5 separate regions of the Mus musculus genome follow, and regions 2, 3, 4 and 5 are each linked to region 1. A link is a contact called in public HiChIP or PLAC-seq and promoter capture Hi-C data. All regions are on one chromosome and are shown on one strand. Each heading gives the region's core, a stretch centred on a gene start, on an enhancer-like site or on the middle of the called end of the contact. The rest is flanking DNA. Distances are from core to core; before and after follow the strand shown.

Region 1 (2,700 bases), core at 100-2,599:
GATGTCTTTCAACCGAGGAACAGAAAATGTGGTACATTTCTACAACAGAGCACTACTCAGCTATTTAAAAACAATGACTTCATGAAATTCTTAGACAAATGGATGGAACTAGAAAACCTGAGTGAGGTAACCCAGTCACAAAAGATCACACATGGTACACACTCACTGACAAGTAGATATTAGCCCAGAAGCTCAGAATACCCAAGATACAATTCACAGACCACATGAAGCTCAAGAAGAAGGAAGACCAAAGTGCTCCAGTGCTTCTTAGCAGGGGAAACAGGCTACTCACAGGAGGAAATACAGAGGCAAAGTGTGGAGCAGAGAATGAAGGAAAGGCCATCCAGAGACTGCCCCACCTAGGGATGACAAGGTTCTTTTTAAAAGATTTATTATTTTATATGTATATTTTGCCCGAATGTACGCATGCATGTATGTATGTACACCATATGCATATCTGGTGCCTGCAGAGGCCAGAAGAGGACATAAGATTCCCCAGAATTGGAGTTACAGATGGCTGTGAGCCACCATGTGAGTGCTGATAACTAAACCTGGGTCCTTTGCAACAAATGCTCATGACCTCTAAATGCCATATTTGTAGTATTTATTTATTTATTTAGGTTTTTCAAGACAGGGTTTCTCTGTGTAGCCCTGGCTGTCCTGGAACTCACTCTGTAGACAAGACTGGCCTCGAACTCAGAAATTTGCCTGCCTCTGCCTCCCAAGTGCTGGTATTAAAGGTTCCCAAGTGCTGGTATTAAAGGTATGCACCATCACTGCCTGGCTTCTATTTGTATTTTTAATATGATGGAACAGAGCAGTTTTTTAAAATATCGTTTCTCGAAATTCTACATATATATATTATTATTAACCTTTTGTAAAAAGAACCAAACTGACTTGAAAAATAAGACTAACACATTTTAAAATATAGTTGAAATAGTTTAAAATGCCACTCTGTGTACTCTGCTAAAATGGAGTATCATTGCAGCACTTCCAAGTGCAAAATTGAGAAAGGCTTTTAAGTGAAGTGTAAAGAAGCAAGGATCACAATTGGAAGGCAAGAATGCAGAAACTGGATGCAGACAAATAATCACACAGTGAACAACACAAAGCCCTGCGAAGGACTAGAGGTGCCTGCCAACCCTCAGAGTGTCCCTTTATCCGTGGTGAATGGCCCTCTCTGTCAGGGCTGGTGGAAATGGCTACCAGAAGCTCAGAGAGGCAAGGAGAACCTTTTCACGCTCGCTGCAGCCCGCCCGGCTCACCCAGCCACGCCCACTCGACCCTCTCCAGTACGTCCCGCCCCTTCCGTCTTCCACTTCCGGGTGGCAGCGCATCTTTGCGCCGCCTTCTCGGAATCTGATTGGCTGGAGCATAAACGCTAACTGCCGCGCAGTTTAAACCTGAATCCTGGTCTTCGCGGATTGTCGCGCTTCCCTGGCAAGTGTGGGCACCCACAGCTGAAGGGGTCGCTGGTAGGCGTGGACGAGGCCAGCGCGGCCAGCAAGGCCTGCGAAGCCGGAACCCTTCTCGGTAGCCACTCCTGGCGCCTCAGTCCTCGCCGCCGCGCGTCGGCTTGCAGGGCCGGGACGCGGAGCCGGGACGCGGAGCCGCCTTCGGATCGGGGCGGTAACCTCTGTTCTGACTTTGAGCTCCCAGCTGGGCGAGGGGTCGCCACTAGTTTTCAGGTCAGTACCTGGAGGGAAAGGGATCTAGGTCCTTGTGACCAGGTCTGAAACGGCTGCTTTCGTGTAGGTAAGGATGCACCTACACGCATCTCCAGGGTAGGGCTTCTGCCAGGCTTGTTTCGAACAGAGAACTAATAGCTTGGCCGGGATCTGGGTATTGGGAGCTGACACTTAGAAATGGAGATGTGCTATATGCTAGGGCGTGGCATGGGGGTCCACAGGAGGGAGGAAAGCAGGGTGTGTCATCAGGATCTGTTTATTCCCGCCCCCCTCAGAAGTGGGATCAAAGAATGAGAAGAGGTCACAGTAGAAGGTCTGCCACAGGGCTGTGGATGAGACGGGGGATTGGACTGGAGGGAAAGTTGAAGATCTGCAGCTAGCCTCCTTGTTTCCCTGCTCAGATTGTGAGGTGAAAACCTGCAATTAGCCTACCAGCTTCCCTGCGGTTTTATGGTTTGTTTGTTTGTTTTTGGTGGGGGGGGGGGGCGAAACTTTAGAACAGTTGAACTTTACTGTTGAAACGTTCCTAGTGAACTTCCTCCCCGTTGCAGAAATTCGCCCCCCGCCCCCAACCATCTTCTCGGTCATTTGCTTAACAGCTTTCCACATCTGCTCAATGCTTTCAAACATGACCATTTCAACATTGGGCAGATTTTTTTTCTACTGAGAAGTTCTTTCATGTGTTCATATATATTTCTATTAGAAATGTTTATCCAAGGAGCTGCTATGTGCCAGGCACTAAGAGTTCAGCAGAAAACACATTTAATAGAAACTTCTGCCTGTCAGCATTACCCTAATCTCTGCTCTTCTCCGTGAAGATGTTTGTGATGGCGTTAGGGATGCCTAGATAAATAAGAATCTTTTCATTGGATCCTTATACTAGATCTGCAGACTATGTATAGATTGAGAATTGCAGGTACCTGACTAGGTCACTTTGTAGCCTACTATAGGACCGCTTCCGGGTTGGGAAGAGTTGGAGGGCAGTTAGGGTGAGGAAGGTAAAGATAATGAG
Region 2 (2,700 bases), core at 169-2,668, 590 kb before region 1:
GCCTCTGCCTCCTGAATGTTGGGATTAAAAGCATGTGCCACCACTGACCTGTAAAAAAAGACACATCTTAACCTCCTTGTGCAATGTTAGTGAACCATGGTTTTACCTGATCAAACTATAGTATTAGCCCAAAGCATCTCTCTTGAAACATGAACTACAACTTCTTAGTAAACTTAAACTCTGCCTTATATTGACTCAATTAGAAATTCTTCTAGGGTCATCAGTAATCCTGTCTTCTCAAAGGAACACTTCAGGCTGCTCCAGCAGCATAGCGTAGCTGTAGCTACAGATCCTATCTTACTACCACTAATATACTTCAGAGACTTTTTCCCTTAGAATAATCGCCAGAATCCTTACTCTGTTATTCTGATACTTGGACTTTCTTGAAAAGTCCTGAGAGCAAACTTATTTTCTTTTCTTAAATCTAACTGCTTTCTGCTACTTCTTTCTTTAAAAACTAAAGGGAGCCGGGCGGTGGTGGCGCACGCCTTTAGTCTCAGCACTTCGGAGGCTGAGGCAGGCGGATTTATGAGTTCGAGGCCAGCCTTGTCTACAGAGTGAGTTCCAGGACAGCAAGAGCTATACAGTGAAACCCTGTCTCGGAAAAAACAAAACAACAAAACAAAACTAAAGGGCTTAATCCTTAATTATGATTCTGGCTTAAATCAAGGAATGACTTGTACCAGAGGAAACCTACGAGACGATTTCCATTGGTTTCCCTGTTGCAATCCTTCATTAGACTGAAATATCGAGTTTCAAAAATCTAATATCTCGAAATACTCCAGGGGCTGTTAGGACCAAGCAAGAGAAGGGCGAGGGATCCTGAACTAGACTTTAGGAAAAACTCCATAGAAAGGGAGCACGTGAGGTCAGAAAGCCACACGCGCGACCTCTCAGTGAGCTTCGTGCCACCCAGCTTTCTCCGGTCATCCTGCTCCCCAAAAATGTGGGGCCGTTTCTCTCCGGGGCTTTGAATTCCCGAGCAGGGCTACAGGTCCCTTCCGCTCACTCCCTTGACAGCAGAGCGCCTTCTCTTCCCCCGAACAATCTCTGGGTTGCAGGAGAGCAGATGGGCCGCCAGAAGGTACCGGGGTGTCTCCCCTGCCTTTCCGCGGCGGGCCTCCTCACCTGTGGATAAAGATGCTCCATGAACTGCTCCCGGGAGACGCCCCGCAGCCGGGGTACCGGAAGACGCTGCTCAGCCATGGTGAAATTCACAGGCCTGGGAATTTGGACGAGTTCTTCCACGCGTGATTTCCCCTGGAAACACTACTCCGGAAGAAATGGTCCGCGTAGGTGACTGACCCCAGAGGGCGGCGGCTGGTTCGAAGTGCGCACGGCGGGGAGCCCGAGGGCTTCGGCCTGGGCTGAGGGCTAACACAGCCGAAATGAGAGGACTCACCCGAGGCGGCGGCAGCGAGGCGGCCTTGGCTCCACTTCTCCAACCCCGGCGAGCTGGTTTCCCTCCGGCCTGCTTTCAGTACTGCACAGGCATGCAGAGGTGAAAGGTCACAAACATGGCGCTGGCCGCCCGTCTCCTACCTCTGCCCCTGCTTTCCCGGCCGCTGCCCGGCCCGGTCACCCGACTCCGGACTCTCGGTAGCACCGAGGTGAGGCTGACGCTGACTGAAATTTGCTGCCTGTGCCGCCGTCGCCTGGGCTCAAGCGCGGCTCCGATCCCTCGCTACACTCGGGCCTGGACAAGCCCTGCGTTGCGTTCCTGGAGCTCCCGAAGATCCCTTCTCGGCCGGGTAGAACATCCTCCAGCCCTCGCTTCTTTACCCGCTAGTCCCAGCCGCAGCTACAGCACCGAGGAGCAGCCCCAGCAACGCCAGAGAACCAGAATGATCATTCTGGGATTTTCCAATCCCATCAACTGGGTCCGGACTCGAATTTACGCCTTCCTTATTTGGGCCTATTTCGACAAAGAGTTCAGTATCGCTGAGTTCTCTGAAGGGGCGAAGCAGGTTTGTTTGCTCCCCTAACTGACCTCTCTGCCTCGTGCATTCAGCGTTTCCGTGATCAAGTGTTTAGCCATGAAGTTTCTTCATTGCGACCCGTGGTATCCAACGATGGTAGTGACCTAGACACTGAATCTTTCGGCCACTTCAGGACTTTAATAAGCTTCTAAGTGTGTTCGCATGGTCGTCAGGGAGGAGGGGTTCATTCAAGAAACTAGGATGAAGGCCTAAGTTCAAAGCCTGTTTGTCAGTGCCACTCTAAAATTAGTTAATCCTTTGGGTATGATTTTTCCAGAATTAGAAGATTAGAGAAGACAGTGCCTGGCACACATAGTAGGCACTTCATAAGTATTTGTTAAGTAAATCGAATGGAGTAAGTTATGGTGAGGAATAAGATAACACTGCCAAAGTAATAACATATCATTTCAGGTACAAAGGCAGTTTCCTACCAGCTGTTTGACAGATCTGAATTGCCTTCTGCATTCTCTACCTATATATTCTGTCAAGGATAAGAGTTTGCTGAGGCTGCTGGTCTACTTAGTGTCCAGGTCTAGCACACTGGTGATTCCTAGCTCTGACTTTGCCCATCGTGACCTTTCTGAATAGCAAGTGATGTTGCCTTAACAATGGTCACTTTGAATCTCAAGATCATTGACACAGTTTGTGTGTACATGCTTTTCTTTCCAGGAAGACTTTTTAAATCTCCTTTCATTTTCTTAGGTTGTCAGTCCCTAGCATT
Region 3 (2,700 bases), core at 179-2,678, 590 kb after region 1:
AAGACAATATACTTCCTGGATACATTTGTCCTCATCGTCTAACTTGACGGCAGCATCTCAGGCCTCTTACATTTTAATAATTTATAGTGCTACTTTTTAAAGATATTTTTCCAATGAGTTATAAAAGTGCCCTTCCACAATATTCGCCGACAGGGATTTGTTTAGGACTGTATTTCACCATTCAAACCGTGGATTTAAAAGACTTTTCAAAACAAAATAGTTTTAAATTTGTACATAAATTTTATCTATGTCCATGACATTCAACGAACTTATTTTTTTAAGCCTAAGGCATAACTCACAACTAGCTTCCTAGACTTAACAAGGGAAATCACTTAAAAGTTGACACTCCTCTGCTAAGATTCCCAACTTATTTTCACAGTCCTTAACACTGGGGGCGAGTTGTCTACCAATTTACTGTTCATTTTCTAATCTACATTTATCTTCGTCTATAGATTTAAAAGGCTCTCCACTTTTCTGAAGGTTAAAGCCGCAAAGCAAATTCCTGTACTACAAAACACGAATCTGACAACATTCCTCTAAAGCTAACATCGTGTTGTCTCGCAACCAAAGTCCATATTTGGGATAAGCGCTTCGTGACTACTCTTGCCTTCACGCTGTCCTCCTCCTACAGACCCTGCCTCGGTAGAGAGAACGCTGGAGCCAACAAGAACAAAGTGCTCAGATACATCAATGGGTTGCAGAGCTCTTCTTCTACCAGGGTCAGTCGAGTTACTTGGAAAAATAACTGCCATGGGTTACATAATGTACAACCACCAATTTCTAGAGCTGACCACCAATAAATATCTTTCTTCTCCGCACCTCTCCCCATCCCAGCAAACGGCCCTAAGAACACCTAGGATTTCACGCAGGTGTCTGCAATACCACGTCCTTCTCTTACCTGAGGCTTCTTGCAAGACATCCCTTCAGCCCTCACTACCTGTGTCTTGCTCCCGCCTCCTTCCCGCCTCAGCCCGCGCCACCGACACCCTAACGCCCTTGCTAGGGCCCCAAGTTGCCCCACAACACTCATCCCCAAGCCGCCTCGGCAGACGCCTTCTCCTCACGACCCTCCCGAGCTTGCTCCCAGGTCTGCAGGGCTTCGGATCCAACAGTCCTGCTGCCTTCCCACTTCACCTTCGTCAGCTCCCGACTACGGCGTCCGAAGCCGGAGGAGAAATTCCTCTTCACCCGGCACCGTGCGCCCCCCCCCCCGCAACCCCCCCAAGACAGCACCGCCGCCTACCTGTCACCCCGCAGCCTCAGGCTTCCTACCGCCACCGCCACCGCCACCGCCTCCCGCAGCAGCCTGCCAACTGCAGCATAACAACCAGCCTTCTCATTGAGTGGGCCCACGCGCTTAATAACAACCGCTCTCATTGGCTGCGCTATGACTTTGGCCCGCCTCTCGGTGCTCCGCCTAAAGATTCCGTCCTGGAGCAAGACAAACACGGCTTTATCGTCCTTCTCCTCAATATCTTCTACCTCAAGCAGACTCCAGCTGCAAAGTGTGGGAAATAATCTCTACTTCCAGGCTCCTTCATGTCATCTCTACGTTGTCTGGGAGCCTTGCGCCAGTACCGGAACGTTTACCATCTCCCCCATTTTCCTGTCGTAAGAAACTAGAGGAAACAACGTCCGTTTCCGGTTGTCTCCGGCTGTAAGGTTGAATATTGAGTGTCCCGGGAGGTCAGATTGCTGTCAGGTAATTTAGGGAGCTGGTGGGAGACTTCTGGATTACGCATAATCTAAACTTTATCCAGGGAATGCAGAAGTGGAGAGGGCTGAAGGGATCCGATAAGACCGGGAGAAGATCCGGGATCTAGCTAGGGAGCGCCGCTGCAAGGTTCTTGCTGGGCTGTGTTGAGGCGGATGAAGGATGTCTTGAGAATTACGATGGTTGTTAAATCCCAGAGATGTTTTAAACCGCCGCTACCAGATGCAATGTACTCCTCGCCTCCTGGCTTTTTGGGTTGTATTTGAATAGGGTAAAGAACAGCTCAGACCCGAAAATACTTAAAACTAGAAGAAATAATTGCAACGGTTGCTTCACAAGCTTGTATTTTAAGTACGGTTTCCCAAATATAAGTGTTTACGACACAGTGCTTAAGTGAAAAAGAGCAAGTCACAAAATCAAGACTACTGCATAATCCTAGGATTAAGGATTGGATACTAAAGTAATAGCAGTTCATTTGTATTTTCCCATATTTTAATGGTCATCTCAGTTTTTAAATGAGGGAAATTTGAGATACACCCTTGAAAATCCCTGATAAACTGTAAAATTATATGTAATGGATGTAACATTCTTCTTCCTTAGGGAAAGCAAGTCAACATTTCCCCAGTGCTAGATAGAACAAGCCATCGTTAGTGAAGGTTGATCATCACCAAACTTTTGAGTTCACTTCTGACATAGGCAGATAGCATTTAAATTTTCCATAATTATGTGTTCATTCATGGTTGAATCCTTTTTTTTTTCTGTTCTTAAACGGACAGTTCTAAAGGTGAAATAATTTCCTGTTGTTGAGCCCTCAGTGCAGTAGAACTCGCTCATTCTGTGGAAGAGGAGAGAACCAGTTGGATTAGGTTGCCCTCTGACCTCTGCATGAACATCCACACACACACACACACCACACATGACTTTAAAGAAATACTCTTAAAAATAGGAGCCCAGCATGATGCACAGGCTTGTACTCCTGGCAGTTG
Region 4 (2,700 bases), core at 4-2,503, 520 kb before region 1:
TAAGATTGTAAAAGGTAAGTCACTCCCTTACACAGGAATTTACCATCACTAAGGAAGAAGGAAGTTTCAGACCAAGGGAGAAACCAGAATAGATACTTAGAACTGTAGCAGAGTTACACCCATACACACGTATTTACAATGGCCTAAGGGGAAGGTGGACTATACAAGAGACTAAAATAGGAACTAAGGCAAGGGCGCGAAGCCCTTGACTCTGGCTTCTAAGATTAGTGAATCTTAGGTGGAGCCCTTGTTGATCCCAGCTGTTATCAATGAATTCTATCCCAGGTGGTTCCCGTTAGACCTCTTGTGTTTGCATTCCTCTGTTTTATGTAAGATTCCGGTTACCTCAATTGTACCTTGTGAATATGTCACCCAACTTCCTTATTGTCCTCTGCATAAAAGTCTGATGCTCGATTTGAAAATTACACTCAGATTCCACACGATCTCTCCTGTGTGTGTCTGTTTGTCACTCATTCATCCACGCTTTGCCCACCCGTGACTAGAGACCCGTTCCACACAGACACAGGGACCCAGAGGGTCTGTGGCATGTGTGTGTGTGTGTCGGTGTCTGTGTGTGCTGGGGGATAAAGTTACAGACCAATGTGTGTCACTAAACATGGGTGCTAGGAACTCAATTTGGGTTTTCTGCAAGATAAGGAGGCTCCAATCCATCTTTCCAGCACCCTCTGTAATTTTTAGAGAAACATCAAGAAGGAGAGAAAAGCCAGAGAGAGAGTGCACAGTCCTCTCTTGCTCTGTTTCAGCCATGTAAGCTTATGTGGCTGGACAATTTGGTGGGCAAGGTTTGGAGTGACGGCACTTGTTTGGGTTTCTATACTGCAATGGATTTTTTTCTCTTATTTAGAAATTGCACATGACATTTTGGGAGACTTATAAAATAGAAACATTTTCATTTGGTTCGCGACTCCTAATCTGAACATTTCGATTTACATGCTACACTTATATTACAGTCACCTCCATGATTTAAATCTCGGTCTTTCCTGCAAGTCTTTCTTACCATCTGAGCCCATAATCTATACTTCCACACAAGCCTTCCAGACTGGTTATAACAGAAGGAAAAATGTTGTTGAAATGCAAGCTAGTCATAGCAGTTCCTGCCCTTTGTAAGTCTCCAGTGATGAGTGGCAAGATTGATATTTCTGGAAAAGTATTTATATTGGTTCAGTGCTGGAGATCGATATGAGAGTAGATGGCCCAGAGTCTAACAGCTGGAGAGCATTTGCATGCATCCAGCAGAGCCAGGAGCCACACTGAGGAGAGCTGAATTGCTTTGCATGATCACATGGTACAAATTACTGGTTAGCAATGAAAGCAGAAAAGTAAAACAAGACATGGTAGAATGCTAGGACCTGAATGGCCAGAATTGCTATAAGAATTTAAAAATAAACACACACACACACTTTTTAAAACTCTTATCTTTTCCTTGCTGTGAAAGTTCTCCCCAAAGTCTGAGTGCAGTTTTCCGTGTTCATCTTGTCAGCTAGTATGAAACAGAGTAAAGTCAACAATTATGAGGAAGAAAGAAAAAATGAAAATGAAACTCCAGGGGTGGCAGAATCTATGGTTCAAAAGTGATATTGAAGTAGAAATCTCTGGAATCTTTCAGGGAACTTTAGAAGGGAAAGGAATGTGAAGTTTCCCATAACATCTGGATTGCACATTTGTTCTTTGAACTGTGGGTCGTCTCAGGTGTGGCAAGTATTATTTAATGTGACCATGCTTCTTTTTACTGTCCACAAATCTAGCACAGCAGTGTCCAGATCATATACCTTCAATAAATGGTCTTCAAATCGCTTAACATATTTAGTTGTCATGGATCTGTTTACACCCCCATTTTCTTTATGAAAAGACCCATCCTTTGAAGAAGTGTGGTTGGGATGGAATCTAAGGCTGTTCAGCGCCTCACTTGTGTGACTATTAAATCCACCAAGAGCCAGGAGTCAGGGCATTGAAAGTACTTCATTTTAACAACCCGGGGAAACATATGTACAAACAAGGAGTACAAATACTCATGGCAGAAAACACAATCAAATGAGTGGGATAAAACACGACAATCTTGTGCTTAATAATCAATCGCTCTAGATATTGTAAGGTCATTTTATACAATACTTTCCAAAGGAGAAATATATATATATATATATACATATATATATCATATATTTTGAGAGAGAGTTTTATCCAAAAAGATACCTCTGGTGGGAAAGTGGAGCGAAAGGCTGAGCATATGGCTTAGAACATGGAATCTATAATTAAGCATGCTGGCTTATATCCTGGATCCATCACTTAAAAGCTGTGAAATCTCAAGCAAGTTATTTCCCCTGTCTCAGCCTCCCTGCCTTATCTACAAAACAGAGAGTAACACCTACCTTACAGGACTATCATGAAGTGCCAATGACAGAACCCCCTGGAGTGCTTAGCCTGGAGTGGGCACTCAGTACATGTCAGTTGTTATTGCTGTAATTGTTCCTATTACTTACTGTGTACCAGGTCATTATGGAGAGGCCAGCCAGTGTCCTGGAAAGTTAGCAGGACAAAGTGGCAGATCTGGGTCGTGTGGATCTCTGTCTGCCCCAGGCTCAACTCAGGGCTCTCATAATGGATCCAGAGCACTTCCTGTCTTCTCTGGAGTAGTGGAAGGTTCATGTTTCACTCTTGAGGAATTGAATTCTAAGATGAAAT
Region 5 (2,700 bases), core at 200-2,699, 570 kb before region 1:
AAACAGGAGTAGGCACTGCTGTGAGAATCTTTGCCTACCTACCCACTAGAGCAGAGACTGGGAAGCAAGCGAGCTCCCAAGCGGTGCATGCGTTCCGAGTGATGGTGCCAACTTTCCTTTCTAAGCCTTAGTGACTGTTTTCAGTCCTCATCATAACAGTAACAGGATTCTCTTAGAAATTAAATGCAGCCGCATACGTGAAAGTACTTAGCTGGTTTCTGGCACACGGGTCGCTCTGAATTCCTTTTCCTTCCTCTCCATATAGCCCCATGCCCTTAGCACTGAAAGTAGATCCTGAACACCTTGGTCAGACAAGCCCACTGGGAAATCTAACCTTTAAGCGATCTGTACTTTCACAGATCAGAATTGAGCAGAGCAATCTCCCTAGAAACAGCCTGCCATGCTGGCGTCTTGTCCCACATTGCTAATGACCAACAGTACCAGCCATCAGCACTTGCCAGCTAAGCCAAAGGGGGCTTTTAAATCTGCACTGATTGGATGCCATGGGGCTGGGTTGACAAGTAGCCTCCTGCTCCATTTCTAGATGCGAGTCAGTGAATTAATAGCTTGCCCCATTGTTTTCTAACACAGCCAATTAAGTGAACAGTCTGAATGTTTTGGCCAGCAGGCGGCAGCCTTTGCTAACATAATGGTCGGTACTCCTCTGTCTGGCAGAACCCCACCAAAAACTGGGTGCCTGTGAGGTTTACATGGTGTAGCCTTTAAATTGGGACGGGGCACAAATCTTGGCAGATAGAATTCCGAGAACTGGAATGGGGGCAAACCCCGTGTTGGTTTTTATCCATCTCCAGCTGAAATGGAGAGTTTTGATTCAATTGTGAACGCAAGTCAAAGATAATTTGCAGCTCCCACTCGGGACAGCTAGAAACACTGCTCACACTCTTCATTGCTTTAAAACTGCAGTAACTGTGGAACCTGCTGCTAGCTCTTGTTATTTAGCACATTAATATAGAAGTACACATAGAACCATATCACATATCTGTTGGTTTTGTTTTGACATTTTAATACCTACCTTTTGATACCACTGGCTTGCTTTGAGTTGTTATAGACGGTTTTATTTAGTTTTAAGTGTATTTACTTTAAAGCATTTTTTTTAATGATGAGAAATCTACAGACTTCACCACTCTGTCAATAGGTCCATAATTTAAAACCAGTACCAAGAGCATCCAGTGACAAGGCTACCAGAACAGTCTCTAGAAAAAAGAGGATCAAAAGATTTTTTTTTTCTTTTTTGTACTCAGTAGCTGTGACTTTACTCTTATCCTTCCATCTTTTCCAAAGATGTGTGCCATATCTGTATGAAACTGTTTGCAGCGACGCCTGGCAGAGTACACTTTAACCTCAGGGTGAGATTTTGGCGTATTCAGATCACATTACTAACAAAAGCTTCAGTGTCTAGGATGCCTGCCATCCCTGCCTAGGGAAGGAAGAGGCACCCGCTCTTCCAGCTGCTTTCACATCTTTGTTCCGCTTGATTTATTGCCAGGGCTCAGGGATCCCCGTCGACAATTACTTCCTTTTCGGCAAGAAGCCCTGCGTTCCCTCGAAGCGTCACTTCTAGAATCTAGTCTCCTCTTCTTCCTCCCTTAAGAAATATTCTGAAATATGTTTAATAGGAGGGGGAAAAGTGTTCTTAAACACCCCCCTCCCATCTTCTTGTTTCCTTTCTCCCAAGTAAGGGAAGCCACACTAATTGGGCAGACCCAGCCTGGGGCTAGGTACATTGTCCATTTTCCTGATACTTTATCCCTGAGTGTTGTCATGGAGACTACAGGAACCAAACAAGTCCACTGGAGGAATGTTACCTAACACTTTCTCATTCTTGGTCGCTGAACCATCTTCCCAGCTGGATCTTCCAACTGCCTCTATCCCCACTGCTCCCCAGCCTTGCTTTTTCCACCCCTAAGTAAACCTGTTTTTTTCTGCTGTGCTAAAGTACCATAGTCCAGGCAACTTAAGGGAAAGAACTTGTTTTGGCTTACAGTTCCAGAGAGATAAGAGTTCCTGTTGAGTCGGGCGTCATGACGCACACCTTTAATCCCAGCACTTGGGAGGTAGAGGCAGGCAGATTTCTGAGTTCGAGGCCAGCCTGGTCTACGTCTACAAAGTGAGTTCCAGGATAGCCAGGGCTACACAGAGAAACCCTGTCTCGAAAAAACCAAAAAAAAAGTAGAGCCATGGTAACAAGCAGCAGGCACAGCCAGAGTTTGAAGACCAAACTGCAGCCATAAGCACAAAGGGAGAGAAACCAGAAACTGCAGGAGGCTCTTACTTTCAAAGTCCACCCCCAGTGACATACTTCCTGAAGCAAAACCACACCTCTCCAAACACTTTCACCAACCGGGGACTGAGTATTCATACCTGCAATTATTACAGAGGACATTTTCATTTGAACCACTGCTACATCCCGTACTCCCTAAAAAGACACCAACAGCATCTGCAGTGGCAAAAATAACAAAAACAGGAAGATGCTCTCTTATTTCTTGAAGGCTGACGCTGTCCCCGTCATGTGTCCTTTCGACCAGCCATTGAGTATCGGTAGTGCTCACCAAATCTGTATCCATAGGGAAACTGAGACTCCGATCTTTTCCAGAACTTTACACATGTATCCAGGAGAACATTCTGGATTAGGGTGAGTCCTGATTCCATTGTCTGGTTCTTTTGAGATGAGAAGAGGAC

What was found. Promoter capture Hi-C pulls out the DNA fragments that hold promoters and counts their contacts. HiChIP or PLAC-seq counts read pairs in DNA pulled down with a chosen protein or histone mark.
Region 2: a contact with region 1 is called in an H3K27ac HiChIP or PLAC-seq map of bone marrow-derived dendritic cells, with 14 times the contacts expected there. The contact joins the promoter of Tyw5 here to the promoter of Sgo2a in region 1. A contact is called at or near these places in 19 of 39 promoter capture datasets (the C10 cell line, the HPC-7 cell line, HPC-7-derived erythroid cells and 12 more), 1 of 15 datasets of contacts at CTCF or cohesin (the NIH/3T3 cell line), 11 of 484 Hi-C or Micro-C datasets (CD4 T cells, CD8 T cells, bone marrow-derived macrophages and 5 more), 50 of 115 datasets of contacts at active chromatin or transcription factors (the 230-238 cell line, the NIH/3T3 cell line, the SCID.adh cell line and 32 more) and 4 of 9 other capture datasets (adipose tissue, liver, macrophages and 1 more).
Region 3: a promoter capture Hi-C map of pre-B cells shows a contact between it and region 1, with 2.3 times the contacts expected there. The contact joins the promoter of Ndufb3 here to the promoter of Sgo2a in region 1. A contact is called at or near these places in 2 of 39 promoter capture datasets (erythroid cells and pre-B cells).
Region 4: a contact with region 1 is called in an H3K4me3 HiChIP or PLAC-seq map of embryonic limb bud, with 3 times the contacts expected there. The contact joins the enhancer-like site here to the promoter of Sgo2a in region 1. A contact is called at or near these places in 6 of 39 promoter capture datasets (the C10 cell line, cranial neural crest, embryonic stem cells and 3 more), 11 of 115 datasets of contacts at active chromatin or transcription factors (bone marrow-derived macrophages, embryonic basal ganglia, embryonic forebrain and 3 more) and 1 of 9 other capture datasets (macrophages).
Region 5: a contact with region 1 is called in an H3K4me3 HiChIP or PLAC-seq map of stem cell-derived neural progenitor cells, with 12 times the contacts expected there. The contact joins the enhancer-like site here to the promoter of Sgo2a in region 1. A contact is called at or near these places in 20 of 39 promoter capture datasets (the 3T3-L1 cell line, 3T3-L1-derived adipocytes, the C10 cell line and 15 more), 2 of 15 datasets of contacts at CTCF or cohesin (the NIH/3T3 cell line and embryonic stem cells), 6 of 484 Hi-C or Micro-C datasets (bone marrow-derived macrophages, embryonic stem cells, forebrain and 3 more), 36 of 115 datasets of contacts at active chromatin or transcription factors (the NIH/3T3 cell line, the SCID.adh cell line, bone marrow-derived macrophages and 17 more) and 3 of 9 other capture datasets (adipose tissue, liver and macrophages).

What each region holds. Positions count from the first base shown.
Region 1 is chr1:57,994,625-57,997,324 of GRCm38.p6, forward strand. Sgo2a (shugoshin 2A) reads left to right here and starts at 1,350. Exons shown (of 9, transcript NM_199007.2): 1 at 1,350-1,688.
Region 2 is chr1:57,405,256-57,407,955 of GRCm38.p6, forward strand. Tyw5 (tRNA-yW synthesizing protein 5) reads right to left here and starts at 1,419. Exons shown (of 8, transcript NM_001037742.2): 1 at 1,129-1,419. The coding sequence starts at 1,206. Maip1 (matrix AAA peptidase interacting protein 1) reads left to right here and starts at 1,011. Exons shown (of 5, transcript NM_001081181.3): 1 at 1,011-1,967. The coding sequence starts at 1,518.
Region 3 is chr1:58,584,969-58,587,668 of GRCm38.p6, forward strand. Ndufb3 (NADH:ubiquinone oxidoreductase subunit B3) reads left to right here and starts at 1,429. Exons shown (of 3, transcript NM_025597.3): 1 at 1,429-1,702. It overlaps Fam126b (family with sequence similarity 126, member B), which reads right to left and starts at 1,365. Exons shown (of 13, transcript NM_001310598.1): 1 at 1,244-1,365.
Region 4 is chr1:57,476,663-57,479,362 of GRCm38.p6, forward strand. No RefSeq gene overlaps it. Among named protein-coding and RNA genes, the nearest start is that of Gm22371, 56 kb to the left of the region's middle. Within about 2 kb of position 1,254, at least 24 of the 459 cell types and tissues checked have an H3K27ac peak or open chromatin away from gene starts, as enhancers often do. A contact at or near this core is called in embryonic limb bud and second pharyngeal arch cranial neural crest, where this site is marked.
Region 5 is chr1:57,428,477-57,431,176 of GRCm38.p6, forward strand. No RefSeq gene overlaps it. Among named protein-coding and RNA genes, the nearest start is that of Gm22371, 7.5 kb to the left of the region's middle. Within about 2 kb of position 1,450, at least 93 of the 459 cell types and tissues checked have an H3K27ac peak or open chromatin away from gene starts, as enhancers often do. A contact at or near this core is called in adipose tissue, craniofacial prominence, embryonic forebrain and 9 more, where this site is marked.